Linked DNA regions of Mus musculus: all the other regions are linked to region 3. A link is a contact called in public Hi-C and HiChIP or PLAC-seq data. All regions are on one chromosome and are shown on one strand. Each heading gives the region's core, a stretch centred on a gene start, on an enhancer-like site or on the middle of the called end of the contact. The rest is flanking DNA. Distances are from core to core; before and after follow the strand shown.

Evidence for each region. Hi-C and Micro-C count contacts between places; a contact is called where the count stands out from the background. HiChIP or PLAC-seq counts read pairs in DNA pulled down with a chosen protein or histone mark.
Region 1: an HNF4G HiChIP or PLAC-seq map of pancreatic cancer cells shows a contact between it and region 3. The contact joins two enhancer-like sites. A contact is called at or near these places in 3 of 115 datasets of contacts at active chromatin or transcription factors (T-cell acute lymphoblastic leukemia, large pre-B cells and pancreatic cancer cells).
Region 2: a Hi-C map of bone marrow-derived macrophages shows a contact between it and region 3, with 20 read pairs. The contact joins two enhancer-like sites. A contact is called at or near these places in 3 of 39 promoter capture datasets (the 3T3-L1 cell line, liver and pre-B cells), 7 of 484 Hi-C or Micro-C datasets (bone marrow-derived macrophages, embryonic fibroblasts, muscle stem cells and 1 more), 13 of 115 datasets of contacts at active chromatin or transcription factors (the HPC-7 cell line, the NIH/3T3 cell line, acute myeloid leukemia and 6 more) and 2 of 9 other capture datasets (adipose tissue and embryonic stem cells).
Region 4: a contact with region 3 is called in a Hi-C map of bone marrow-derived macrophages, with 19 read pairs. The contact joins two enhancer-like sites. A contact is called at or near these places in 5 of 39 promoter capture datasets (the 3T3-L1 cell line, embryonic stem cells, hippocampal neurons and 2 more), 3 of 484 Hi-C or Micro-C datasets (bone marrow-derived macrophages, cerebral cortex and liver), 2 of 115 datasets of contacts at active chromatin or transcription factors (fibro-adipogenic progenitors and vascular smooth muscle cells) and 1 of 9 other capture datasets (embryonic stem cells).

Annotation. Positions count from the first base shown.
Region 1 is chr5:32,710,304-32,716,879 of GRCm38.p6, reverse strand. No RefSeq gene overlaps it. Among named protein-coding and RNA genes, the nearest start is that of Gm52771, 20 kb to the left of the region's middle. Within about 2 kb of position 2,724, at least 390 of the 459 cell types and tissues checked have an H3K27ac peak or open chromatin away from gene starts, as enhancers often do. A contact at or near this core is called in pancreatic cancer cells, where this site is marked.
Region 2 is chr5:31,634,449-31,640,689 of GRCm38.p6, reverse strand. All of the region lies in intron 7 of Rbks (ribokinase), which reads left to right. All of the region lies in intron 2 of Gm38424 (a long non-coding RNA gene), which reads right to left. Among named protein-coding and RNA genes, the nearest start is that of Mrpl33, 24 kb to the right of the region's middle. Within about 2 kb of position 3,594, at least 95 of the 459 cell types and tissues checked have an H3K27ac peak or open chromatin away from gene starts, as enhancers often do. A contact at or near this core is called in the NIH/3T3 cell line, bone marrow-derived macrophages, embryonic fibroblasts and 2 more, where this site is marked.
Region 3 is chr5:32,190,859-32,197,322 of GRCm38.p6, reverse strand. No RefSeq gene overlaps it. Among named protein-coding and RNA genes, the nearest start is that of Gm36732, 9.1 kb to the right of the region's middle. Within about 2 kb of position 5,097, at least 142 of the 459 cell types and tissues checked have an H3K27ac peak or open chromatin away from gene starts, as enhancers often do. A contact at or near this core is called in the NIH/3T3 cell line, bone marrow-derived macrophages, embryonic fibroblasts and 2 more, where this site is marked.
Region 4 is chr5:31,667,736-31,674,691 of GRCm38.p6, reverse strand. It overlaps Rbks (ribokinase), which reads left to right. Exons shown (of 8, transcript NM_153196.1): 2 at 1,247-1,379. Among named protein-coding and RNA genes, the nearest start is that of Mir3473e, 3.9 kb to the right of the region's middle. Within about 2 kb of position 3,336, at least 7 of the 459 cell types and tissues checked have an H3K27ac peak or open chromatin away from gene starts, as enhancers often do. A contact at or near this core is called in bone marrow-derived macrophages, where this site is marked.

The sequences.
Region 1 (6,576 bases), core at 1,475-3,974, 520 kb before region 3:
ACCCTCTAACACTTACCCAAACCCTAGCCCCCTAACTTCTTAACCCTAACACCCTAACCCTAACCACCTGACACCAACCCCCTAACCATAACCCCTAACCATTAACCCATAAACTAACCCCAAACTCCTGACCCCCTAAACCTAACCCTAACACCTCACACCTAACCCTGACCCTCTAGCCCTAACCCTAACCACTAAACCTATCCCAAAACCCCTAACCTTGACGCTATATTCCTAAACCTAACAGACTAACCCTAATCTATGAAACCTAACACCCTAAACAAAACACTAACCACTAACACATAACCCTAACCCTGAACCCTCAGCCTGACATTCATCCTCACCATAACCCCATTAACCATGACCCTAACCTTAACAACCCTAACACTGTCCCTAACCCTAACCCTAATCCCTAAAAACTAATCCTAACCCATAACCATAACCCTCTAACTCTAATCCAAACCCCCCAAATAACCCCCCCTAAAGCTAGTTTCATATCCTATGCCCTATATAACCCATAAGCCTTATTCCTTAACTCCCAAAACCATAGCTCCCCATAAACGGAACCCAAACCAGGAACCCTGAACCCTAATCGTAACCCTAAACATAAAACCCTAACCACCCTACACATAACCATAACCTTAACCCTAACCCCTAACCCGTATCACCTAACCCCTAAAATAAGGCAAACCCAAACACTAACCCCTAAAACTAACCCATAGCTCTAACCCTGAAACCAAAACCTAACCCTGAATCCTAACCCTGAACCTTCACCTTCACCAACACCCTCATCCAAACTCTAACCACTCTGACTTTAAATCTAACAACCCTAACCTTAACAACTCTAACACTAGCCCTAACCCCTAAATGGAACCCCTAACCCTAACCATTAACCCCTACCCCCTAACTCCTAAACCTAATTCACAGACTAACCCTAACCCTAACCCTGAAATGAAACCCTAGCCCTGAATCCTAACCCTGAACTGTCACCTTCACATTCACACTCACCCTAACCTTAACCCCCATAACCCTAACAAACCTATCCCTAACATCCTAAATTTAACCCTAACCCTAACCCTAGAAGTGAACACTAACCTTGAACCCAAACGCTGAACCCTAACCCTCACATTCACCCTCACTCTAGCCTCTCTAGCCCTAATCCCAAGCCTAGCAACCCTAACCCTTAACTCTAACCCTCTAATCTTAACCCTATAAGCCTAACCCTAACCCAAACACTAACCATAAAACTGTAACCCTAACCACTAACCCCTAAACTCAAACCACCCTCTAATCCTAAAACTAACCCCAACCATAACCACATGCGCCATATAACCATGTGGCGCCACCACACCTCTAATCCCATGACCTTGAACTCGGAGATCTTCAAATGTTTAAATTTTTAAAATTCATTTATCTAGTCATTTCTTTTCTTTCTTTCTTTCTTTCTTTCTTTCTTTCTTTCTTTCTTTCTTTCTTTCTTTCTTTCGTCCTTTCTCTTTCTTCCTTTCTCTTTCTTTCTTTCTCTTTCTTTCCTTTCTTTCTTTCTTTCTTCCTTTCTTTCCTTTCTTTCTTTCTTCCTTTCTTTCCTTTCTTTCCTTTCTTTCTTTCTTTCCTTTCTTCCTTTCTTTCCTTCCTTTCTCTTTCTTCCTTTCTCTTTCTTTCTTTCCTTTCTTTCTTTCTTTCTTCCTTTCTTTCTTTCTTCCTTTCTTCCTTTCTTTCCTTTCTTTCTTCCTTTCTTTCCTTTCTTTCTTTCCTTTCTTTCCTTTCTTTCTTTCTTTCCTTTCTTCCTTTCTTTCCTTTCTTTCCTTTCTTTCTTTCCTTTCTTTCTTTCCTTTCTTTCTTTCCTTTCTTTCTTTCTTTCTCTTTCTTTCTTTCTTTCCTTTCTTTCTTTCCTTTCTTTCTTTCTTTCTCTTTCTCTCTCTCTCTCTTTTTTCTTTCTTTCTTTCTTTCTTTCTTTCTTTCTTTCTTTCTTTCTTTCTTTCTTTCTTTCTTTCTTTCTTCTTTCTTTCTTTCTTTTTGCTTTTTTTCGAGACAGGGTTTCTCTGTATTGCCCTGGCTGTCCTGGAACTCACTCTGTAGACCAGGCTGGCCTCGAACTCAGAAATCCACCTGCCTCTGCCTCCCGAGCGCTGGGATTAAAGGCGTGCGCCACCACGCCCAGCCATTAGTCATTTCTTTAATTAATTTAGTCTTGGTTTTTTTTTTCGAGACTCAGCTGGTATTTTTTCCTATTTTTTTGTCTCCCCCCCCCCCCCCCAGAGCTGAGGACCGAACCCAGGGCCTTGCACTTGCTAGGCAAGCACTCTACCACTGAGCTAAATCTTCAACTCCTCCTATTTTTTATTTTTAAATTTTTAAAGGTTTAGATTTATTTATTTATTTATTTATTTATTCAGAATTATTTCTTTATTGAATTTTTTTTTTTTCTGAGACTGGGTGTCTCTGGGTTGAACCCCGAGACGGTTTCTCTCGCGCGCCACCCGGTGGCGACAAGTTGTCACTCCAACGCTCCGCTCCGGTCGGTGTCAAAGGATATGGATTTGCCTGCGGTCAACCGGCCAGCCTGAGGGAAGGGCGGGCAGTCGAGCGGCTTCGACCCGGTGACGGGGTCGCGTTTTAAAACAGTAGGTTACCGGGAGATTGTATCTGGAGCTACACAGGTGGGACCTACAACTCCCACCTTGCCTCGGTGCTTTTGTGATGTCACTTCCTGTAGCAAACAGGAAGTAACACCCGAGGCAGGAAATGACTACAACTCCCAGCATGCTTAAACACTAACTTCCTGCGCCAGACAGGAAGTTCCTCCGTTCCCAACAGGAAGTGAGTTCTTCTAGGGAAGAACTCGGAGCGTCAGCGACGACGAGGATTTCCGGTTTTGAGTTCGCTGCCCGGAAACAAACAGGGCATGCCGCATGCGTAGTTCCTCTCCTTGCCGAACCCAGTTTTCCTGGTCCTCTCCGCGTCGCCACCTCTGAGCAGCGCGACCTGATCTCCGGTTTCCCCGCAGCGACTACCGTTACCCCCGGCGACTCCAGTGACGTCACCGGGTCAGGTCCTGACCGAAGAGCCTTGGGCGACCCGTCACCACTCCTCGCCTGTTGACGTGTGCTGCAGCTGTACATGTGTACATGTGTACATGTGTGCCTGTTGTGTGATGCCAATGTACATGTGAACATGGGTCCCTCGTATGTGATGCTGCTGCACATGTAAATATGTGTGCCTGATGTGTCATGCTGTTGCACATGTTTACATGTGTGCCTGTTGTGTGATGCTGCTGTACTTGTGTACATGTGTGCCTGGTGTGTTATTAACCTGTAAATGTATGCCTAGTGTGTGTTGCCACTTTACATGTGTGCCGGGAGTGTGATTCTGCTGCACATGTGGACATGTGGGCCTGGTATGTGATGCTGCTGCACATGTGGACATGTGGGCCTGGTATGTGATGCTGCTGCACATGTGGACATGTGGGCCTGGTGTGTGATGCTGCTGTTCATGTGTCCTGGAGTTTGCCTGGTGTGTGATGCCACTTTACATGTGATCCAGGTGTTAGATGATGCTGTACATGTGTTCAGGTGTGCCTGGTATGTGTTGCTGTAGCACATGGGTACAGGTGTGGCTCTTTATGTGATGCTGCTGCACATGGGTTCATTTGTGCTGTGTGTGTGATACTCAGTGTGACACTCAGATACTCATGCAAACATCAGCTTTTATTTGTATGAGGGACTTGTGCCATGAGAATTTTTGAGAATTTTAGGAATTGTTCTGACCTCTCAAGAACATCAAATAAATAGTAAATGACTGAGATAGCAGAAGCAGCAGCTTTATTACCTCAGAAATAGTTGCATGGCCTGTGAACCACAATGGCTTGAATTTAGCTAGTTTTGATATCCACTCCACTGCCTTAGGCACATCCCAACGTTCACTGACACCCATCATCTGCAAGGACAGACTTCTCACTTCTCTGTAGAGCCATGGTTCCAGAGAGAAGATGCCTTAATTTAGTGCAACCTACTGCTTAGGAAGACTCTTCTGGCATTTCTTTTGCTAGTGTCTACTCCAGAGTTCTCAAAAAAGGATCCAAAGTGCAGACATTGGGATTAGAAATCTGGCTTCAGATCTGAGCCATATGTGAGGGAAGAGATGTGAATTGCTCACAGAACTGCTGTGATGTCTACAAGTGCCCTGGGCTGGATTATGAGATGTGCTGACTCAGGGATGTGTCCATGTTAGGTAAGCACTTTACCACTAAGCTATAATATTCACCCCCATCCTGATGTCTTTTGTTCCAACCAAGAAGGAGCTAGAGAAAGTATCCAAGGAGCTGAAGGGGTTTGCAGCCCCATAGGAGGAACATCAATATGAATTAACCAGTACCCCCAGAGCTCCTTGGATCTAAACCACCAATCAATGAAAACACATGGTGGAACTTGTGGTTCTAGCAGTATATGTAGCACAGGATGGTCTAGGCAGTCATCTGCCGCAGACCCTCTGGATCCCTTTGTCTGCGTGGAATGGGTCTCTAGTTGCAGGTGGGTAAAGGGTGCATGAATTGACAGATAGATGCACACAGGAGAGGTTCTGTAGAATCTGAATGTAATGTGTCAAATCGAGCATCAAACTTTTTATACAGAAGACAATAAGGAAGTTGGGTGACACACTCGCAAGGTACAAAGAGGTTACTGGATTCTTACATAAAACAGAGGAATACAAACACAGAAGGTCTAACAGGAACCACCTGGGATAGAATTCATTGTTAACAACTGGGATCAAAAGGAGCTCCACCTAAGATTCACTTAATCTTAGAAGCTAGGGTCAAGGGCTTCGTGCCCTTTCCATAGTTCCTATTTTAGTCTATTGTATAGTCCACCTTTCCCTTAGGCCATTGTAAATACATGTGTATGGGTGTAACTCAGCTATCTATAGTTCTAAGTATCTACTCTGGTTTCTCCTTAGGTCTGAAATTTCTTCCTAGATGATGGTAAATTCCTATGTAGGGCAGTGACCTAGCTTTTATTCAAAGTGATACCAGAGGCTATTCTGAATGTCACTGAATAGGCAACATTCTTCCTGGATTCCAAGCCCTTGGTCTGCTCAAGGACTTTCTAGGATATTGGAACACTGGCGAAGGCTTTGGCTATGTCAGAATTAAATCTTAAAAGGCATTTATAATAGGATAATTCTAAAAGAGAGCATGTGGATCCATACACTAGACTGACTCGGGAATGGAATATTAATGTATAGGTTAGAGAGAATGCCAGATTCCAGGAGTGAGTTTCCGTGAAACTTTCTGCCTCGTGAGTGGCTTCCAGGCCTCAGCCAGAGTGTGTGGCAGTCATCAGTGGGAGGAAAGGCCCTAGGTCCCGTGAAGGTTCTATGCCCAAGTATAGGGGAATTCCAGGACTGGGAATGGGAGTGGGTGGGTTGGGGAGCAGGGGAAGGAGGAAGGGATAGGGGGTTTTCGGAGGGGAAACTAGGAAAGGGGATAACATTTGAAATGTAAATAAAGAAAATATCAGCTGGGCGTGGTGGCGCATGCCTTTAATCCCAGCACTTGGGAGGCAGAGGCAGGGGGATTTCTGAGTTCAAGGCCAGCCTGGTCTACAGAGTGAGTTCCAGGACAGCCAGGGCTATACAGAGAAACTCTGTCTCAAAAACCAAAGAATAAAAAAATAAAAATAAAGAAAATATCTAATAAAAAAGGAACATGGACATTTTAATAACTTATGCTAGTCTTGTGATAGGTAAACTCTCTTTTTAAAAGCTATGGGGTCTGATCAGTTTTAGTTTTAGCTTTTCTACAGAGCTAATTAAATCTCATCAGAGCAAGAGACCATATTTTTGCCAACCTTTCAGTTGGATCCACTGAGTGCTTTATTATTTTTTTTAAGATTTATTTTATGTGTGTGAGTACACTGTAGCTGTCTTCAGACACACCAGAAGAGGGCATCAGATCCCATTAGAGATGGTTGTGAGCCACCATGTTGTTGCTGGGAATTAAACTCAGGACCTCTGGAAGAGCAGCCAGTGCTCTTAACCTCTGAGCCATCTCTCCAGCCCGAGTGCTTTATTTTATTTTAAGCATATGAGTGTTTTGCCATAATGTGCGTCTGGTGCCAGCAGAAACCAAAAGACGGCATCTGATCAATGGTACTGGAATTACAGCTGGTTATGAGGATTAGAACAGAACCTGGATCCTCTGCAAGAGCAGAAAATGCTCTTAATCACAGAACCATCTCCCTAGCTCCTTATTTTATTTACACAGTGTGTGTCTCCTCTCATGTATATGTGTATGCACACACATGAGTGGAAGTTAGAGGACAACTGTGGTGGTCAGTTCTTTCCTTCTACAATAATGATCCTGAAGACTGAACTCAGGTTCTTGAACTGGACAGCTGGTACCTTTAACTGCTGAGCCATCCAATCAGCTCCCCTCTTATCTTTTGAATCACATGCACAGTCAACACTGAGTTTGTTCAAATTGACTATTGCCCACCAGGTATGTGACATATTAATAAATACTCACTAATGAGACAACCATGCTACTTGGCACTTAATAAGTTTTTCTTTCATTTAATT
Region 2 (6,241 bases), core at 2,345-4,844, 560 kb after region 3:
GCCATTCCAGATCATACTGCTTCTGGCAGGGTTTACACCCATCCATCCTTGTCCCTGAGTGACCATTCCTGGAGGAGACATGCATTCTCTTATAGATTATAATCAAATTTTCTTTAGAGTAAGCATCTTCTGTTAGGAGCCTGAACTACTAAGCTGCTAAGGGCGCTTACCCTCTTTTTTAACATTTTCCAACTGTTTTTGTAGCTAAGATGAGCTAATCACTCCTACTGTCCTGCCTAGCAACATCCCATGCTCAGAAGCTGGCTTAGAAGGTCCTTTGTGAGCAGGGCCAACCTCAGCATAGAACAGCAGCCCTGTGGGGACAAGTGAGAAGCCCGAGCTGCTTCTGGAGATTAGTGACCGGCTTGAGAGCAAGAGTTGCTGCAGTCCGCTGTCTCTAGGACTGCTCTCCAGAGCATGGCAGACTCCTCACCACCTACAGTGAAGACATCCAGAGAAAGATGAAGTCAGAGGTGAGCTGCTCCTTATACATTAGTGGAGAATGAAATAATTATCCAGTGTTCCATTTCAAAAATCCTCATTTCACAAAGACTACAATAAAGAAGATCAGGTCACTGAGAGTGAAAGGTGTCTCTGAAATGCAGAAACCCACTGACATTCTACTGTAGCTCCCTGTGATGGTCTGTATATTCCTGGACCAGGGAGTGGCACCATTTGGATGTGTGGCCTTGTTGGACTAGGTGTGACCTGGTTGGAGTAGGTGTGTCACTGTGGGTGTGGGATTAAGATCCTCACCCTAGTTGCCTGGAAGTCAGTCTTCCACTAGCAGCCTTTGGATGAAGATGTAGAACTCTCAGCTCTGCCTATGCCATGCCTGCCTTTGATACTGCCATGCTCCCACCTTGATGATGATGGACTGAACCTCTGAACCTGTAAGCCAGCCCCAATTAAGTGCTATTTTTATAAGACTTGCCTTGGTCATGGTGTCTCTGTTCACAGCAATAAAACCCTGACTAATACACTCCCCTTAGGGGCTGGATAGTGGCTCAGTGGTTCAAGCATACATGCTTTTACTCTTCCAAAGATGCCAGCCCCTATATATGGTAGCTCACTTCCGCCTGGAATAGCCGCAGGAGAATACAACACCCTCTACGTGCACATACACACATCATACACATACACATAGTTACATTTAAAATAAACCTTTAAAATGGTCCTCCTGGCAGTTGGGAGATGCCTCAGTCCTCAGTAGAGCAGAGCACTGGCTGCTCTTCCAGAGGACCTGGGTTTGATTCCCACACCACATGGGGACTCATAAGTGCCAGTTACTCCAGGTCCAGAGGATCCAACATCTTCCTCTGGCCTCCACAGACATCAGACACATACATACAGTATGCACACACACACACACAGGCAAAACATTACTACACATAAATAAATCTATTTGTTAACTAGCCCTCCTTGTCCCAAGAATGACATCTAGAAAAGTCTCTTAAGACTGTGCTGCCAGAGGCTGCCAGAAAAAGACGAGGATTACAGAAGATTCTCCGGCTATGAGGAAAGGACAGGGGCAGAGCAATCACTGAGGCAGCTGACAGAGAGCACGAGCGACATCTGTCATGCCCTGAAGGCTGCCTGAGCTGTATTGCATTGCTTCTACATCAGCAGACCACCTCATTTATTAGCTAATCAGGCAGAATTCAGTACTTGAAATTATCCTTCCTAACCCTGAATGTGATCAGTTGAAAACCCAGGCTCTAACAATCTAATTGTAATTGCTTACCAGAAATGTCATGTTCTTGTTGAAGAACTGAACCAGGGCCAAGCGTGGGCTTTTTTTCCTGTCTTCCCAATACAGAAGAACTGAGTTTACACAGTGCTGCAGGGCGCTATACTTTAGCAGCCCTGGAAGGCATCTGAGACCAGGCCTGTCTCAGAGATAGCCCAAGTGTGGCCACAGAGAAGAGTGGCATGGGATGGAGAAGGAGCAGTCATTTCAGCATCAGTCCAAATAAATAAAATAAATGTTGTCAAACTGCAAAGCCCAGAACGCTGAGCCTGCCATGCCCGTGGTCTTCACTGTTGCTGATGCAGGTGTGCAGGGCAGTCAAAAGGCAGGTGTGTGCGTCATAGACCTGAACATCTGCTTGCTTGTGTAGGAAAATATGACTGCACACTATAGGTTGTACTCTGTGCAACGATACTGTTAATGGTATAAACAAAGAGGTGTGTATGTGTATGAGTGTGTTTACATAATGTACTACAGTGGGTCTCAAGATTCTCCTACCCTCATCATCTCCGAGGACAGGATTGCAGGGATTGTGGTCACATGATACCATACCAGATTTTTAGTTAGGTATGGTGCCATAGACCTGTAATCCCAGCATTTGGGGAGTAGAAGTAGGAGGATTAGGAGTTTAAGGTCAGCCTCAGCTACGTATTGAGTTCAAGGCCAGCCTAAGCTATATAAGACCCTGAAGCAAGCAAGCAAACAAAAAACCTGTATTGAAATTCCATTTGACCCAGGAGATAGTGGTGCACGCCTTTAATCCCAGCATTTGGGAGGCAGAGGCAGACTAATCTCTGAGTTCAAGGCCAGCCTGGTCTATAGAGTGGGATTCAGGACAGCCAGGGCTACACAAAGAAACCCTAGTTGTGGGGGAGGTGAGAACTTCCATTTGTCCCCAGTCTGAACAGCTGCCCTTAAGAAATCAAACAACAGGGACCAGGGAGATCTGGAAAGTGGTTCTCACCAATGTATACTTTAAAAGCCAAGTGTGTGTTTGCAATGCTAGTCCTAGGAAGGCAGAAGCAGGCAAAGCCTTAGGGCTCACAGGCCAGCTTACTCCACCTGTGGGTGGCAGAGGACAACAAGATGGACATTTTGTGGGAAAAACAAACTTCATTCCGTTGGTCTCTGTGGTTTTCAAATGTTTTGGGATCCTGATTCACCTTATGACTGAAGCCAGTTCCCACAGAGTAAACCCAGCCATGGTAATAGAGGCAGAAGTGTAACAACCAAACTCCAAACACAAGTGGCTGCGTGTGTCTTTCGTAGGCTTGTGTACCTGCCTTCTGGTAATTCTCTCTTCAGCAGACAGGCACTGAGAACAGAAACCTACCTTCACTTAAATACCTGCTGGAATGTAATAATAAATATACTAAAAATGAATAGCATAGAATGCATATAAATAATGAGTAATAAATATCCATCGTTCAAATACCTCCCAGCACAATACTCAGGTAGTTTCCCTCTAATGCATACTTTAGAGACCAGCTCCCTTCTGACTGAAACAGGCTCCATATAACCATTCCTGTCAGAGACTGTGAGGCAGGGCATGCTGGATTTGGGTTGTGTAGACAGACCAGGTTCAAGCCATTGGCAGTGAATCACCCGCTCCACCTTTCAGCATAGCTAGAGTCTGCAAACAATTTTGCCCAGTCCCTTCACTGTCCTCACAGTGTAGACCTGGCTCAAGAGCAGGGGGTGAGGCAGTCACTGTGAGGAAGTGGGGACATTATAAATAACCCAGAAAGAAACCCTCTCCTAACAGCAACTGCTGCAGAGCTTGTGGCCTAACAGCTCAGGCGCAGAAAGGCCATGAATACAACATTGTGCAATGACTAATTACTCTAAGCCCTGTGCATGAGTAGAGGTGCGACCTGCGGCTGCTGCTCAGGCTATCAGATGCCTTTGCTGTGTGCTAATCCAACGGCTCCGTATGTTTAGCAGTTCTCAGAGAACAATGATAATAGTTCAAACAGAAGAAAGCAGCTGGTGGAGAGGAGCGCTGGGCAGAGACGGTCTCAGCAAAGCCTGTAGGATACCAAGTCATATTGGAGTAACTGGTTTCTGTCTAGAATGCTGGAGTCACAGGAAGAAAGACTGCTGACCACAGAAGGCAAGGCCAGTCTTTCTAGCCCAATGAGTCACTATCGGACACTTTGTTTTTAAGTGCCATTTATTCGCAGATATGTAAAGTTGTTTAAGCACAAAGCAGATTAACAGTGCAAGAAGAATAGGGCTTTTCTTCTTCTTTTAGCTTGCACTCAGGATTCCTTCCCTCCTTTCTGAATTATAGAATGAATTCATTTACCGCAGACATTTTTGGGCAAATAGAGGTCTTAGCCTATTTTCAGTCTCCATAAGCCATTTTTCTCCTTGGCTTCCTAGACTGCAGGCAACAGGCAAAACAGCTTTCCCCAAATTTCTACCCCCAGCACAGAGTGAGTTTCAGGTAGAAAGTGAAGCTAGAGAAGGGTTCTCAGAGATTGCTGAATATATGGTGTCCCTTTGGGCTCCAGCTTGGACTGGAAGTAGGGTGAGGGGCACGAAGGGGTACAGGGTTGTCTGCTGTGTATGTTATTGGATAAGTCTGCATTTTATATGAGATCTTTTGGATGCAAGTGTTACTTCAGACCACCCCATCAAGATGTTCCAGAATTGGTGTGACTGGCCAGAAAGAGGCCATCACTGACTGGTGAGGCTGAAAGAGAACCCCAATACACGGGCAGGCCCATGGGGAGCCAGCAAATGACCTCTGTCAATCCAGGAGCCATGTGTCACCAATCAGAGGGCAGCCAACCTGAACACCACAGCCCTGTACACGGGGAAACCTGAGAGCTCTCAGAGTACTGTATCCAGCAGGGGCTTCTCTTGGCTGTGACTCAATTTTAAATAAAATCCCAGTGATACGGTTGTTATTATCACCTGTTATCTTACAAATAAAGGCAGGGTACCAACAAGCGAAGAATCTAGAGCTTTTTGCTGCACAGTAGTTGAAGTATAATCAATGTAGTGAAAACAGGGAGACCAGTGTCCCCTTTAATCTCACCTCGGCCTCTTTGGGCCTGAGAACACTGGAGCATTAGCTCCCTTTGGTTTCACACTTGACCTCCCATTCATCCTTCTCACCCATCTAAATGAAAGCAAGCCTCAGCCCAGAAACCCTGTTCCAGATAGAAATACATAATTCAAGAGAAATACTGATGTCAAAGAAGAGGCACACCAATCTGTGTCAGCGCTCACTGTAAATTAGAGAGGAGTACAGGGAGAGTTTAATGTAATGTAGAATGGAAATTAAAACAGAGCCAATATTTAGGCATTCCTCCGCCTCCCTTCCCCTGCTGTGACACAAAGCATTGACTTTCTCTCTGCCAAGCACTAATGTCATATGTTGTGGGGTTTTTTCTTTCTTCTTCTTTTTTCTTTTTCTTTTTTCTCCTACTGGGATTCTTCTCTAAGTGAAACGTTACATGTTTGTCTCTGGCATCTAAAATTTGACCTTTTCACCTGTTCTGTTCTGATCACAATAGCAAAACTCAGACTTTTCCCTGTCTTCCAATCTACACCCCTCATGTTAGCAGCAGAGAACGGCCCCCTGCCTGCTCAGCTTCACTCTTCCCTCTTCCCTGACACCGCCTAACAACGTGGCCTTTCTGTGCTCTCTTTATCAGAAGCTGAAAAAAATAAAATAAAATAAAGGTTGACAATGAACATTTCGCAGTGGGAAGCTGGGCAAAGTGTTCATGTTCTCCCGACTCTTCAGCGTATCTGGGAGAGCCTCCCTTTCCTAAAGGCCAGTCAGGAAAAGTCACAGTTTTCCTCAACCAGCCTGGTGCAGCAGCACGTCTGGTGGTCAGGGAGCAGAGGCAAGAGAGTCACAGTGAGTTCAAGGCTAGCCTGCTCTATCTGAAAAAAAGTAAAAACAAATCAAAAGAGATCCGTATGGAGCCCTCTATCCTGTTTCCTGCCATTGTTTTTGACCAAATGGTGGAATTCCGCAGTGTGATCCTAGACCTAAATGACTAGACTTGGTTTTTAAATGAGTCACTGTTTCCAGAAGTAAATTCCTTTGGAGAGTGTCTCAGCCCACAGCATCAGTACCACCTGGGAACTCATTAGGATGCAAATCCCAAGCCCCACCTAAGGTTTAAAGGATCGGAAGGTTTGAGGACGGAGCACAGCGATCTCCAGTTTAACCAGCCCTCCAGGCTATTCTAGGGTCAAGATGGAAAACTCCAAGCTTAGAAGATGTACATTTGCTTCCACTGAAGACACCCAAAGGGGCACCATATATTCTGAAGGAATTCCAAAAACACTTTCAAAATATTTATGGGCAAAGGCCAAAGCCTTTTCCAGGTGCTGAGCCTCAACCAAAGACATCCAAGCTGCCTCCTCACCAGTCTGAGCTAGCTGGAAACCAGAAGCCGGCCTGTCTCGGGATTGTAATGAGACTCATTTGAATCACATCTGTAAACATACCCAGTAGGCAGACAA
Region 3 (6,464 bases), core at 3,848-6,347:
CTGACCCAATGATTACTAACATCCCACCTCTTGCGGTGTCCCAGTTTGGAGAATCGACTACACAGTGCTGCCTACGAGGCATCAACTATGTGCCAGGGTTGGTGGCAGACCTGGGGGATGGGGAGGGAGATGATGTCCCAACTGCCACTCTCCAGGACTCACTGTTGCTGCTTGAGGACACAGACTGGGAAAGGAATGGAGAAGGTGGGGATGGTCACACTGCTAGAGGTCCCCTCAAGAACCTGCCAAGAAACATCTATGGATAGATCTATCTTTCTTGGTTTATTCAGAATTTTTAATATTTTAATATTTTTCCAGCTTTATAAGCTGCTTTAAAAAAAACCCAAAACAATTCACTATGTAGCTCATAGCAATTCTCCTGCCTCAGGCTCCCAAACACTTGGTTTTTTTTTTTTTTTTTTTAATTGCATGTATCTATTTGTCTCTGTGTATGCTGGGCAAACAGGTGTATGTTCTCTACATTCTGTATAGGGGTACACCTACAGATGAAGGTCAGAGGGGCAACTTGTGGGAACTGGATCTCTCCTTCTACCATGTGGGTCTCTTGCTCAGATTCAGGTGGTCCAGCTTAGTGGTAAGTGCCATCATAGGCTGAGCCGTCTAGTCAACACAAGCTGGATCATTACAGGCGTGTGCTGTGCGCTGCTACAAGTGGTGCTAATCCATTTTCTGGTGTGTGTGTGTGTGTGTGTGTGTGTGTGTGTGTGTGTGTGTGTGTGCCTATCCTAGAACCAGGGATGCTTTCGAGGTGCAGGTGTCTTAATGCCAAATCCCTTACCAGCAAGCCCACAATCCACTCTTCCAAGCCCCTGCCTTGTCTGTAAGCCTCCTTCTGAGTTAGATCCTCTCTGTGTCCTGCTCAGTTAACTTGAGGGCACCCTCTGGTGGGCAGCAAAGTCTCCTTGTCCCTCCGCCAATGTTACAGGGGAACTTTGTCCTGCTTCTCAGCAGAGCATGGCCTGACCCCATCCCACGATATCCTGGGTGACTGCATGAAAACCCCAGAGCTCCCCAGCACTGGAGGAGTTTTGCCTTATTTAGACATGGTGCCCTGGAGGAAGGAGAAAGGGAAGGAGGGGGAGGGGATGGCAAGTAGATAGGCACGAAGGAGAAGGAAGGAGGCTGGAGGATTCTGAGAACTAAGGGTCATGATGACATCATCACGGGAGGGTTTTGCTGGGGTCAGTGGGTGAGGGCGGGGCCCAGTGGCTGGGGCTCACGGTGACTCATTTATAGGAATGGGCTTTGTGTCTGCCGCAGTCATTTATTTAGTAAGCCATTAATTGTTTCGACACTCGTTTATTGAGTTGTTATTATGCTTCAGGCCCAGGACTAGGCTTCAGAAGACAGAGATCACTGCCAGGGCTGGGAGCTCACGGCCCAAAGGGGAGAGGCGAGGCCACTGCTATGTGTGGGTGTGTGCAGGAGCAGAGGGTCCTGGGACAGGCATTTCAATGCATGGCAGACACAGAGACAACAGAGGGGCACCATTGGAGGAGATAGTGGCCAAGAAAGACTCCCATGGGAAGGAAGGTAGGGGAAGGGCTCTTAAGGTGCTGGAGGGGAGGAAGAAGAGGAGGAAAGGGAAGAGGAGGGGAGGAGAGGGGGTCGGGGAGGAAGAGTATGTAGTGGAAGGTTGGAAGAAGGGCTCAGGAGGCATAGGGAACTGACAGGCACCTGAGACACAATAACAATGGCTAGATTTATGCTTGTAGGCTAGTGACATGGCCTGACCTGTAATGGTACCTGCTGCCAAGCCTGCTGACCTGAGTTTGATCCCTAGGAAAGAGAAAAGTTATCCTTGAGTTCCACATGTGCTCTGTGGTATATGAGTGAGCATACACACACACACACACACACACACACACTCACATGGGCTGAGGAGAAAACAAACAAACAAATGTTTTTACATGCACAAGGAAAACAGAAATGTTCTTGGAGAGGGAATGTCCACAAGATTCTAAAGTAGGGGACCCTGGAGGTGTGGCTACATCCTTCGCATTTGGGTCTGGCTAGTATGACCTTGGCAGACTGGTCCTTGCTGTAGGTGATGGTTCATAGACTTAGCCACACCAGCTTCATCCTTCCTCAGAGATAGCTCAGTGTCTGCCCCGATAAATGGAAAAGGTGAACCTTAATGGAGGGCAGAGCTTGGCAGACCCCACAGTCAACAGCAGTAGAGTCAGAGTGACTGCAGTTTGTGGCCACCTGAAAACCCTCCTGTCACACCTGAGGATGCCCTGCTTGATGTCTGGACACAGCTCCTGAGTGGTCATTGCTAGTATCATGGGACATCCTTAATAATAGGCAAGCCCAAGTCACTCATTCGTGGCGAGCCTCGGTTCTCAGGCATGCCATCTGATTCCAGAGGTCCCTTTTCCCAAATGGGAGACGTCTGCTTCTGTGAAGAGACTGCCACACTTTGTCCCAGTCCTCCACGTCTCTGGGGAGATCACTGGGCTCCTCTTCTAGTAACCAGACCACAGGAGGCCATAGACTCCAGGAGGGACTTTCAGCCTTGAGATTTTTTTCTTCAAACAGGCCCCGGGTGTTACGGTGGCTTCTTCAGGGGTGTCCCCAGACCCTGTTCTTCCAGAAGTGTGAAGCCACCCCACCTGGCCTTGACCATCACTGCCCACTTCTTCCAGTCACTAAAGTCCCAAACATATTTGTGCTCCTCCTGCTACGATTAATTGGGGTCTATTTCAAGGGAAACTCAGTAGTCTGCCCACTTCTGATTCACACCCATTGAGCTCATCAAAACCAGAACAATTTGGTAATAGTAATAGCTTCTTGGTTTACTGGACGCCCTCTGGGATCTGTGAAAAAAAAAAAAATCTCCGTTCCTCAGAAACAGGAAGTTTCAACAGAAGGAAAGACAGTTGCAAAAATCAACAACATTTGAATTGTCTCTGCCTGTTGGAGAGGTGTGTGCGTTCAGTGTTCCAGTCCTCTGGTCAGCAAACAATCAGCACCTACTGTGTGCAGGGCTGGGAACACAGGGGATTTTAAAAGGAGAGCTTCTGTTTGGGGAGGGTTGCAGTGTCTCCCAGAAAACCATCTTGGGTGCAGAGGGGAGGGGCTGGGGCCTGGGGCCTGGGGCCTGGGGGACTGGCTGCAAACTCACACAACAGAAATTTACTTTATTGAAATTCTGGAGGCCTTCCGAGATTACAACCAGCCAACTTTCCCCTTGTCTTTCCCTTGTTGTTCCTCTGTTTGTGTCCAAATCACAAGCCGTGCGTGGTAGCTCACTCCTGTAATCCCAGCACTGAGGAGGCAAAAGTCAAATACCACAAGTCTGAGCCAGCCTGAGCTACATATAGTGAGTTCCAGGCCAGTCAGGGTTACACAGTGAGAGTTTGTTTAGAAAACCAACAATACAATAAAAGGATATTGGCCACATTGGAGTAGGTAATTATCTCTTTAAAGGCCTTTTCTCAGCTAGGCACATACCTGTAATCCCAGCACTCAGGTTGTTAGATATTTAGGGTCATCTTCACTTATATATTGAGCTTTAGTCTAGCCTGGGCTACATGAAACCCTGTCTCAAAACAAAAAAAACAAAAAACAACCCCCCCCAAAACCCAAATAAGTAAATAAATAAACCATAAATACAAAATAAATGGCCTTTCTCTAAATACTGTCATATTCAAAGGTCCTGGGGCCTTTGGTCGCAATATGTAAATCTGGAGGAATAAAGGCAATGACCCCCTGCCAAGTCTTTCTGTTTCATTAGTGTCTGCAGTTAGAATCCTGAATGAGGTCATCACAGGGCTTTCTATAGAAGAGTGGCAACGGCCACAAAGCCACCAGACCTGGGTTCCCATCTTGCTCCTTCACTTAAGTATCAAGACGATATAGCCCCAGTTCCCTCAGAAACATGAGGAAGATGACATCGGCATCACAGGCAACATAGGTGATGATCCATCCAGAAAGTTCTTTAGTGTAAGCGGCAGTGTCAAGCCCAGGACACAGAGAGTGCGCACAAGATGCAAGGTCTTTTCCTAAGCATGGTCTTCTCCTGGAGATTCTTCCCACAGGAAACTAAGGATGTTTCCTAAGACCTCTCTGGAGAGGAATCAGGTAGGAGGAAATCTAAGACGCAAAGATAAGTAAGATACCAGGTCCCCTGTCAGCTGACAGGGGACCTTAACCCCTCAAGCTGGGGGCGCTAAGACATTAGGGCACCTTGCAGACTATGGGCAGAATTACTAACCTTTATTTGACTCAGGATCTTCTGGTCCAGTGCTGTGTCCAAAGGACTCTAAGCTAGGTGTGGTGGTGGCTGCCTATAATTTCACAGTATTAGATTAAAAGCAGCAGAATTAAAAGCTCAAGGCCAGCCTTGGATGTTATAGGAGCCTGTCTGGAAAACCAGAGGACTGGGTGTGGGGATGGGGGGTGGGGAGGCCAGGGGGTGAGGGGGGGCAGAGTGACTCTATTTCAAAGGTCTGTCCTGAACTTGAAGCCCATCCACAATCACTCACTCTTGGGATTTCAAAGTATGACGGAAGAAACAGGGTCAGGTCCAGGTTGAGCCCAATTTGGAATCTCAGAGAGGAAAAGAAGCCAAAGTTGGCAGGGACTTCATGTCAGAGGAAATCTTCCTAGCCCATAGTGAGGCCGGACTGGGAAAGAAGGGCTCTGCTTTCGGATCCCAGCCTTGTATTTCCTGTTGATGGAGCACTGGGAAGCCTATAGGCCAAAGTGGGAATCAAATACTTGATAGCATGCGTTATCGTTACTAAGTCTGATCAGAGTCCACTGGCCCCTCTTCTGGCTAACACACTCCCTGGATACTGGGGGTGGGGTGAAGAGACAAGTCCTGGCAGCTTTGGATTCTGCTGTCCCTACACTGCCAGCTCGATGTGTAGCCGCCCACTTCAGAGCAGAGTCAGGGTGCATCTTTTCTTAAGAAGTGGAGCATTTCCTGTTTTGGAGGAGGAGGGATGGGGCTCTTCCTGGACCACATTGCCTCTTCAACCCCTCCACCCCCCCCCCACCACACCTCCCTCCCTGAGTTACTCACTCCTGGAAATAGGGCTGATGACATCGAGATGAGTCAGAGGCTCACGCGCGTCATGGCCCGACTGCTGGGAGGGTGAATGAGTTCAGTGCTCCCTAGACCACAGCCCTAGATGTGCACCAGGAGTCCAGGCAAGGCAACAGGCCTGGGGGCGGTGTACATGTCTGTACTTGTGTGTGTGTGTGTGTATACATGTGTGTATATGTGTGTGTGCGCGCAGTTGTGTGTGTACGTGTGTATATGTGTATGTGTGGCATGGCAGGAGGAGGCTAGCCTTTATTTAGCAATGAATTACATACAAGCCCTCATCCATTGCTCTCTCTTCCTAGCCCCTGAGTGATGCTAGCCTTTCTCAGCAACAGGTAACAACCCTAATGTCTTTCTAGGCAAGTAGGCTCAGAGGACTAACCCCTTGGAGAACTACCTGACTTCTTCTGACCAAATTACCCAGCTCTGCCCCAGCACAGTGAGGTATAGCAGCAGTCCTGAAACTGGTGGTCTAGCCTCAGCTTCTTTAGAAGGGCCCCTACCCCAGGGATTACCCTTGCAGGGATATGTATTCAGTGAGGGGGGGTGTGTTTATACTTTGAGGGATGCCCTAATTCACAGTGTCAGTCAAACACACACTTTAGGTCTGTTTTCCGTTTTCCATGTGTCGCATTTTGGAACATTTAGCGGACATAGGATCACTGCAAAGGAATGTATTAATTCAATGCATTTTGAAATGTCTCTTTAACATTCTTGGAGTTACAGTGCAAGCTGAGCATACTAATAGAGGCAAAACAACACGCAAGCTAGACTCTCCTGGCACTTGGTAAATAGGGCTGAAGTACCAGTTTCCCCATACCTAACATGGGTGTAGCCAGGGCACAAATGGTATGGAAAATAACACCAGGACCGTGAAGCAGGAGGCAGCCCCACCTCTGAGTTCTCTCTTTTACCCTCCCCAAACAGCCACTGCTCCAAACATTGCTCCTCACAGACCTTGAGGACTGCTGCTTGGACCCTTTAGGATTTCCTTCCAGTTGATCTAAACGAGAATGGAACGAAACCTCTCAGGATAGAGGGGTTAGAATTCAGAAGAATGCATTTTGATTTGGGTATGGGGCACACACCTGCGATCCTGGCACTTGGGAGGCTGAGGAGAGAGGATTATTGATTTGAAGTTGGCTTGAGCCACATAGTGAGATCCCCTCTTTCAAAATGAACTGATTGATGGCACTTTGATATCTCAGGCATGGGCTAGGACAGCAAAGAGAACGAGGATTCAACTCTCCAGGGCTCCCCTAGTGTCATGTCATTAGCTCCAGTGCAATCAGAGGGGACAGACTGTCCCCAGCTCACATTCTTCAGTGTCAGGCGGGGTTTACTAGGGATGTCCTACAGGGTGGGAAGAAACCGTGAGTAATCTACT
Region 4 (6,956 bases), core at 2,087-4,586, 520 kb after region 3:
TATTTGACAGCACAGTGCTGGGGAGTGGAACCGTGTCATCTGATTTATTGACGGTTTTAGAAGCATATAGAGAGGCTCATGGGCTGATCTTAGTCTTTATTGAAACAAATGTGCATCATGTCAGCCCACTGCAGACAAGCTGTTAGTGACCTGGAGGAATTGATATGGTCCTGCTACTCCAGTCTAATACAACATGTGCTGGTTGCAGATACAGCATGGCCTATTAATGAATACAAAGCTGTAGTCTCTTCAAATACCATAGATTCTCATCCAGTCTCCACACTTGGCCTTTCTTTCTTGTAGAGAACTGACTCACTTTGGTCCCACCTGCCATCGTTGGCCCCCTTCTTTATGGCCAGGCAGCCAGTCCTCACTTCACTTGTCTGAAATGCCTACCATTTGAAGTCAGTCATTTCTTTCCATCCTCCGGAAATACTGTTTCCTCAAATCTGGTCTTTTAAAGTCATGAAAACTTTTACCTAGAACAAATCTCATGTAATGCTTCCCATGAATAATACTATCACCATTGGCCATAGCATTATGGTGAAGTCATGCTTAGCCTCTCATGACACCAATGGAAATGGGGGCAAGATGAGCTGAGAGTTGATAACTGAGTCTAAGTGCTGAGTGGACAGGACAGGGAGGTCTACTTTTATATGATTGTGATGCTCCGTAATGAAACTTAAGCCCAAACTTAGTACTTAGCGCTCCATCATTTTAAATAGATGTTCTTTTGGACATTATGCATAAATGACACAGTATTCAGGAGAGTCTGCTCCTGCCCCACCCTCAAGGAAACAAAAAGGGTTCTTTTAGTACCAGAAATCCCTGCTTCCCTCTCCTCTTCAAGTCCCACACTTGATACTCACTAGAATCATGATAAACCTCCTGCTTCTTCTGAAACTGACAGAGAATCCCATACCCTTTCCTTCAGCCTGCCTGCTGAGTTCCAGTGTAAGTAAAGCTCTGCTGTGGGCCAGGGGACTATCCTGTGAATAGCCCCAATGCAGTACAGACACCAGCTGTCATTTGTAGTGCAGCTACAGCAACTGGAGAGGAGAGGAATTCTCTGGAGGAGATGTGCTGTGTTATAATGAAAACTGAAAGGAAAGACTGTCTTCCTGGCAGCTCACAGCTTGCTTAAGAGTAATCAGAGCTCTAATAATAACCTTTCCTGGTCTCTCAAGAATGTACACTGATTGCAATTACCAACGTGCTTTGTTTTCTTCTCCTTAAATTATAATAGTCTTACTTCTCGCTTGCCAAAAACTGGAGAAACCATCCATGGACATGAGTTTTTTATTGGCTTTGGAGGAAAAGGTGCCAACCAGTGTGTCCAAGCTGCGCGACTGGGAGCAAAGGCGGCCATAGTCTGCAAGGTAAGCCATATAGCATTGGGAAGGGGCCCAGGGCAAAGGCTGGTTCAAGCTCATTGTTTCTGTTTTCCTTCACAATTATATAATGAACACTTTACTGGTGATAGTGGTGGGTACCTATGGTACCAGCTGCTCATGATGCTGAAGGGTCAGGTTCAAGGCCAGCCTCAGCTACATAGTGAGTCCCTGTCTAAAGAAATATTACATTTTAGTAACACTTAGTGATCTGTGATGATTTGCATCTACTGTTTTCAGCCCGTTACAGAACACCATCACTCCAAAGGAAAACCTCTTGTCCATTTAAGCAATTTCTTCCCAATTCCTGGGGTCACCAATCTACATTCTGCCTCTATGAACCTATCCCCGATAGTTCATATAAATTGGCTGTGTAATATATGACTTTTGCTTTTGGCTTCTTTCACTGTTTTTGAGGCTCCTCCATCCATAACATGTATCAACATTACATCTTTTTTAATGGCTAAATACTATACCTTTATGTGGATAGCTATCCATCAGTGAGTGTGTTGCTGGACTCCTGGACTGTGCCCACCTTTCTGATTGTTTCTCAGTAGCCTGTGACTATGCATCCACATGCACCTCTCTGAGTACCTGTTTTTAATTCTTTTGAAGGTTTGTTTGTAAAAAAATCTAAATAAGAGTGATTAGGCTTTCTTATGCTTTGTGTGAGTTTCTCCGTCAGTGAATCCTCTGGGAAGCAGCAGTCCTCAAATCACTTGATGCTGTATTCTCTGAATCCAATGAATTTAGAGCCAGTGTATGCAATGTGAGAGGAATTAACCTGTTCCCTGGGGGTCTACAGTCCCACTTCTGAACAGCCTGAGTCACCCTGCACTCAGGGCCTCAGCCACAAACCAGCTCTAGGATCAGCCCCTCGTCATTAAGCCCGCCTCTCATCATCACCACTGTACCGTGAGTGCTAGCAGACTAGGTTGTAATGGCCACATATAATTGATCCTTGGCATCCTTCTGCTTTCCGTTGTATAGAGAAGGGGTATGTAACATCAGTAATCCTCTGAAATAATTGTATTTGGCTGTCAAAAGTTTCCAATTGTATATAGTTCATGTCATTTGAAGGTGGTAACATTCTGTTATTAGAAGGTAAACTTATGTGAGTTTAAGTATAAGGAAAGCTGAGTTTGAATCTGCCCAGCAAATGATAAGGAATAAAAAATTAGAAAAGCTGTCTCTTGTGAACTATATAGATTTTACAAAAAAAAAAAATCTGCAGAAATGTCATTTCTGCATTCCTGCAGCACTTTGCTCTCAGTGGGAGCCTCTAAGGGATGTGTAGACCATACAATTATCACTTCATCTGCTATTTCTCATTTATGACCAGCATATCATTCTCATGGCTATTTGGTCAGAAACATCACAGGAAAAACAAAATTCAAAATAAGAACCACCTCTATCATCAAGATTGGTCCATAGGGATTTAAAATAGTAACAGGGCCAATCTGGAAATAATTGTGTTCTAGAAATGATGCCACAGTGAGAGGGCATTGACAAAAGTTTTACACTGACTTATCCCGTCCTTGATTGGAGATGAGATCTAGGTAACTACCCAGTGATGCTCACAAAGGGGGCTCACACTGGGAAGAAGATAGGCTTTCCTGGCAGGAAAAAGATCGACATAGAATTGGTTTGGGAAGCTAGGTATCCAGAGTGGCTGTCCTAGGACGAGGGGAGTAGAAAAGACAATGGAGCCCCCTTCCCCTCTTGGAAGCTGTATATACAAAGTATTCCTGGGCCACTGAAGTCAGGATTCCATGGGCCCCAGTTCTCATCCTACTCTTAAGATTTTGAGATTGTTTTTATTTTAGGTCTATAGAATGGAAGGCAAAGATAGAAAAACAAAATAGAAATATTTGAGTTGTAGAACTAAACTGGGGAAGTGAGACATGAAATCATGTGATGGATGTGAGAGGAGCAGGGAGGGGCTGTGCTGCAGTCCTGAGGGCGATTGAAGGGAGGAGCAGAGGAGCCACTCTGCTCAGTGGAATGGATGGCTCCTGCCAGCACCTCATGCTTCCAGAGCATCTTCTGAGCTCTTTTAGTCATCCGTGTCTGCTCCACACAATTTAGTCCAAGCTTTTGCACAGGAAAACATAAGGAAACTGATTTCAAGGGAAGCTGGCCCAGGATAAATTTGCTTTTGTACCTTGGGACTCTAAGGCAGGGATTTATTTAAAACATTAAATTAAGAAAATTGTGTGTTATTCTTAGTCTCCTTGTTTTATTTTCTTTTTTGGTGTTGGGGAAGAAACACAGAGTCTCACAAATGCAAAGAATGCCTTCTGCCTCTAAACTTCACTTCTAGCTGGAAACCTCTTTTATTAATTGATTAATAAAGGGTTTCTTTTTGTAGCCCCTATTAGCTTTCAAGTCATAATACTCCTGCCTTGATGTCCTGACTGCTGGGATTATAGGTATGTGCCTCTTAAGAGTTCTTAAGGAGAAAAATAATAGACTTTTATAGCAAAAGTTATCCACCGTCATTATAGCTTCCATTGTGTTGTGTTGTCCTATGTTGTGTTTCTTTTTGGTTGTGTGAGATAGGGTTTCATAGCCCCTTGTAGCCTATGCTGGCCTTGACCTTGCTATGTGGTGTAGAAAGCCCTTAATCCTCCCACCTTCACCTGTCTGAAGCTGGGCCACAGGTTAGCACCAGCACACACACAGCTTGCAGTAGATTCTCGTCAGACAAATTAGCCACACTTGTTTTTTAGCAGGTTTTTTTTTTTTTAAAGATGACAAGTTCCAAATCAAAACCCAAATCATTACATTAATCAAGATAAAAATGAACAGATGGAGCAAAAGAGAAACTGGTAGAGAATCCCCTGTATTCTCTACGCAATGCTAGCTTATGTTCCACTGTGATACACTAGCTATCAGGCACTGACAGGAAAGATTGGTGGCACAGGCAGACCCAATTAGGAGTTATTTAGTAAGGTACTTGTCACAAAAGCAGGAAGCAGGGTTCTGTTAGTGTTTATTTCGTGACAAATGGATAATGGAGCACTCTACAGAGTTAAGAATCATGGATTTGGTACTCAGCTGAGTCGTGTGTTCAGGCTAAAGTCCAGTGATAACTAGAGACGGTGTTTTTGAAAATGAAAGTCTTCATCCCAAGGCAAACAGCCTGCCAGGGCCTCTCTCATAGACTTCTCCTGACGGGTGCAAATGCTTTCTCCACTTGTATTCCATTGAAGTCAAATGTTTATGAGGCATAAGTTCTTTCTAAACATCAAACCCTGGTCAATGCCTGTAATCCCAGCACGCTGGAGGCTATCACAGAGCCACTAAAAGTGTAAAGCTGCCCTCCCTAACCTGCATGCTGAGACCCTGTCTCAAAAATAGCAGGAGACTAGAGATGGCAGTGTGCCAAGTATGATGATCTGATCGCAATGCATAGAACCTGTGTTTAAAAGGTGGGGGGGGCAGTCTGGTGATATGTGTATATGTATAATCCCAGCACGGAGAGGCCAAGGCAGGAGTAGGGTTCACTAGCCAGCCTTGGAAAGTTACAGGCTTCGACAGCAGTGTCAGAAGCAGCAAGGGCAGGAGGGTTTCATGTAAGAGAGCAGTGAGGACAGGAGGGCTCCGTGTAAGAGAGCTTCAACAGCAGTGTCAGATGAGCAGCAGTGTCAGAGCTCCTTCATAACCAGAAGACCCTACAAGCAAGATCATTAGGTCCTGTGAACCTCCCTGGCATAAATCCATGTTGGAGCTGCCCTTTACCCATCCCTTTCAGCTGGAACAGGCTCACACAGATAGAACTGCCTCATATTATGTGTGATTCAAGAATAATGTCTGCAAAACAAGAAAACTGTTATAAGCAAAGCCTTATCTGCAGCTACAACGTAACTCCTGTGCTCAGGGTCATATCCCTTCATGAATAAGATAGGCTCAAGAAAATATACTGTAGAGTAACTACGACAATGTGATACTAATTAAACACCGTCCATGTGCAGGGCTGAGGGAAGGGCCGATAGATCCCAGGCTAGCCTCTCCACGCTGCGGGAAGACTCAATGGACAAATATGGAGTTGCAAACAGTGTAAGATGGCACTAGATTATGGTAGCAATCAGGAATGCTGTGTAGGAGTTTTGGAAATGAGAGGATTAATGAGCGCCAAAAGAGGGAAGGTAGATGTACGTTGGTGCTTGAAAAGCAGGTACAGTGTGAGTAGGTGGAGAGAGAAGAATAGACTCCTACGTTCTCAGAAGTGAACGCAAGGAGATAAACATGAACATATATACACACACGTCATATGTGTCCCACCACAGTCAAGTGACAAGGTCAAGTTAAAAATTACTCTACTCACAGCTCCAAAAATGAAATCTAATTATTTTGGCCAAATGTGAATTTTAGAAAGATAGAAGCAAATAAAAACAAAACAAAAACAAAAAAAAAAAAACCAACAATAGCCACAACCTCCCCAAGAGAGAACAACCCTGCAGCCCTTCTGAGCAGGGTTCAGCAAGCACATCTCTGTCGCTCGCTCTACCGTGTCTTCATCCCAGTGTTGGGTCCAGCCTGGCAGCCCTAATGGACTTTGCAGACTGTGCTTCCCCATCTCCTCTTAGCTGATCTACCTACAGAGCATGCCCAGGACTGCGATCTCACTGTCAGTCTCATTCCCATCTCTTAGACACACACAGCTCTCCAATCCTCTCCTAGCCCTTTCCTTCTGAAACCCAGCAGTCTTCCACGTGGCCCACACACTGGACTCGGCTCCCCGGACAGTGCCAGCTGTGTGCCGGCCGAGTGTGCTTTAGCTAGGAGTGTGTGTGGCCTGCCGGCCATGTGTGACCAGAGCATCGGGAAGCTTAATGCTCCTGGGAGGTGTTAACGTGCAGCCAGCGTTGGGAACCATTGGTTCCTGTCTGCCAGAGAGAACTCAAACCACTTCCATCCTCCAGCCTGGCTTAGATGGAAAATTTGAGGCAAAATGCAAAGCATTTTAATTAGCTTGATAATGGCAGAACTGAAAGAAGACTCCAAGTTCCCTGACTCCCATATGCACCAGTTGCCTCCTGGCCAAGATGCTTACATTTAAATTTCTCTTGTCAATTTGATGGCCAAAGTATGACTGGGAAACAGAAACCTCCTGATATTCCTGTGTAACAGTCTTTACTAGGGCCATTCTCCTCCTGATAGTCCTGTGTAACAGTCTTTACTAGGGCCATTCTCCTCTGTGAAGATCTCACCTGTAGAATTCGCTGTGCTCAGTGGCAGCAAGTAGTCAAAACCCTTTTCAAAGGTTCTACTGTGACTTCTTAACCATTTCTAGGAACTTCAGATTGAGTGCAGAAACAGAAAGGATTAGGAAGTGTGTGCTTCTAAGGCTGGAGGGGGAGGGGAGACAGGCGCTCCATAGACCCTGCGCTGTCCTTGACTTTGTCTTCCTCCTGCTTCCACCTGCTGAGTGCTCGGCACACTCCACCATGCACGGATCTCATTCATTAATTTGTTGAGATTATAATATAATTATATTCCCTTTTCTCCCTCTTTCATGACCTCATTTTTCATTGTTTGTACTACATATATGTATATGTG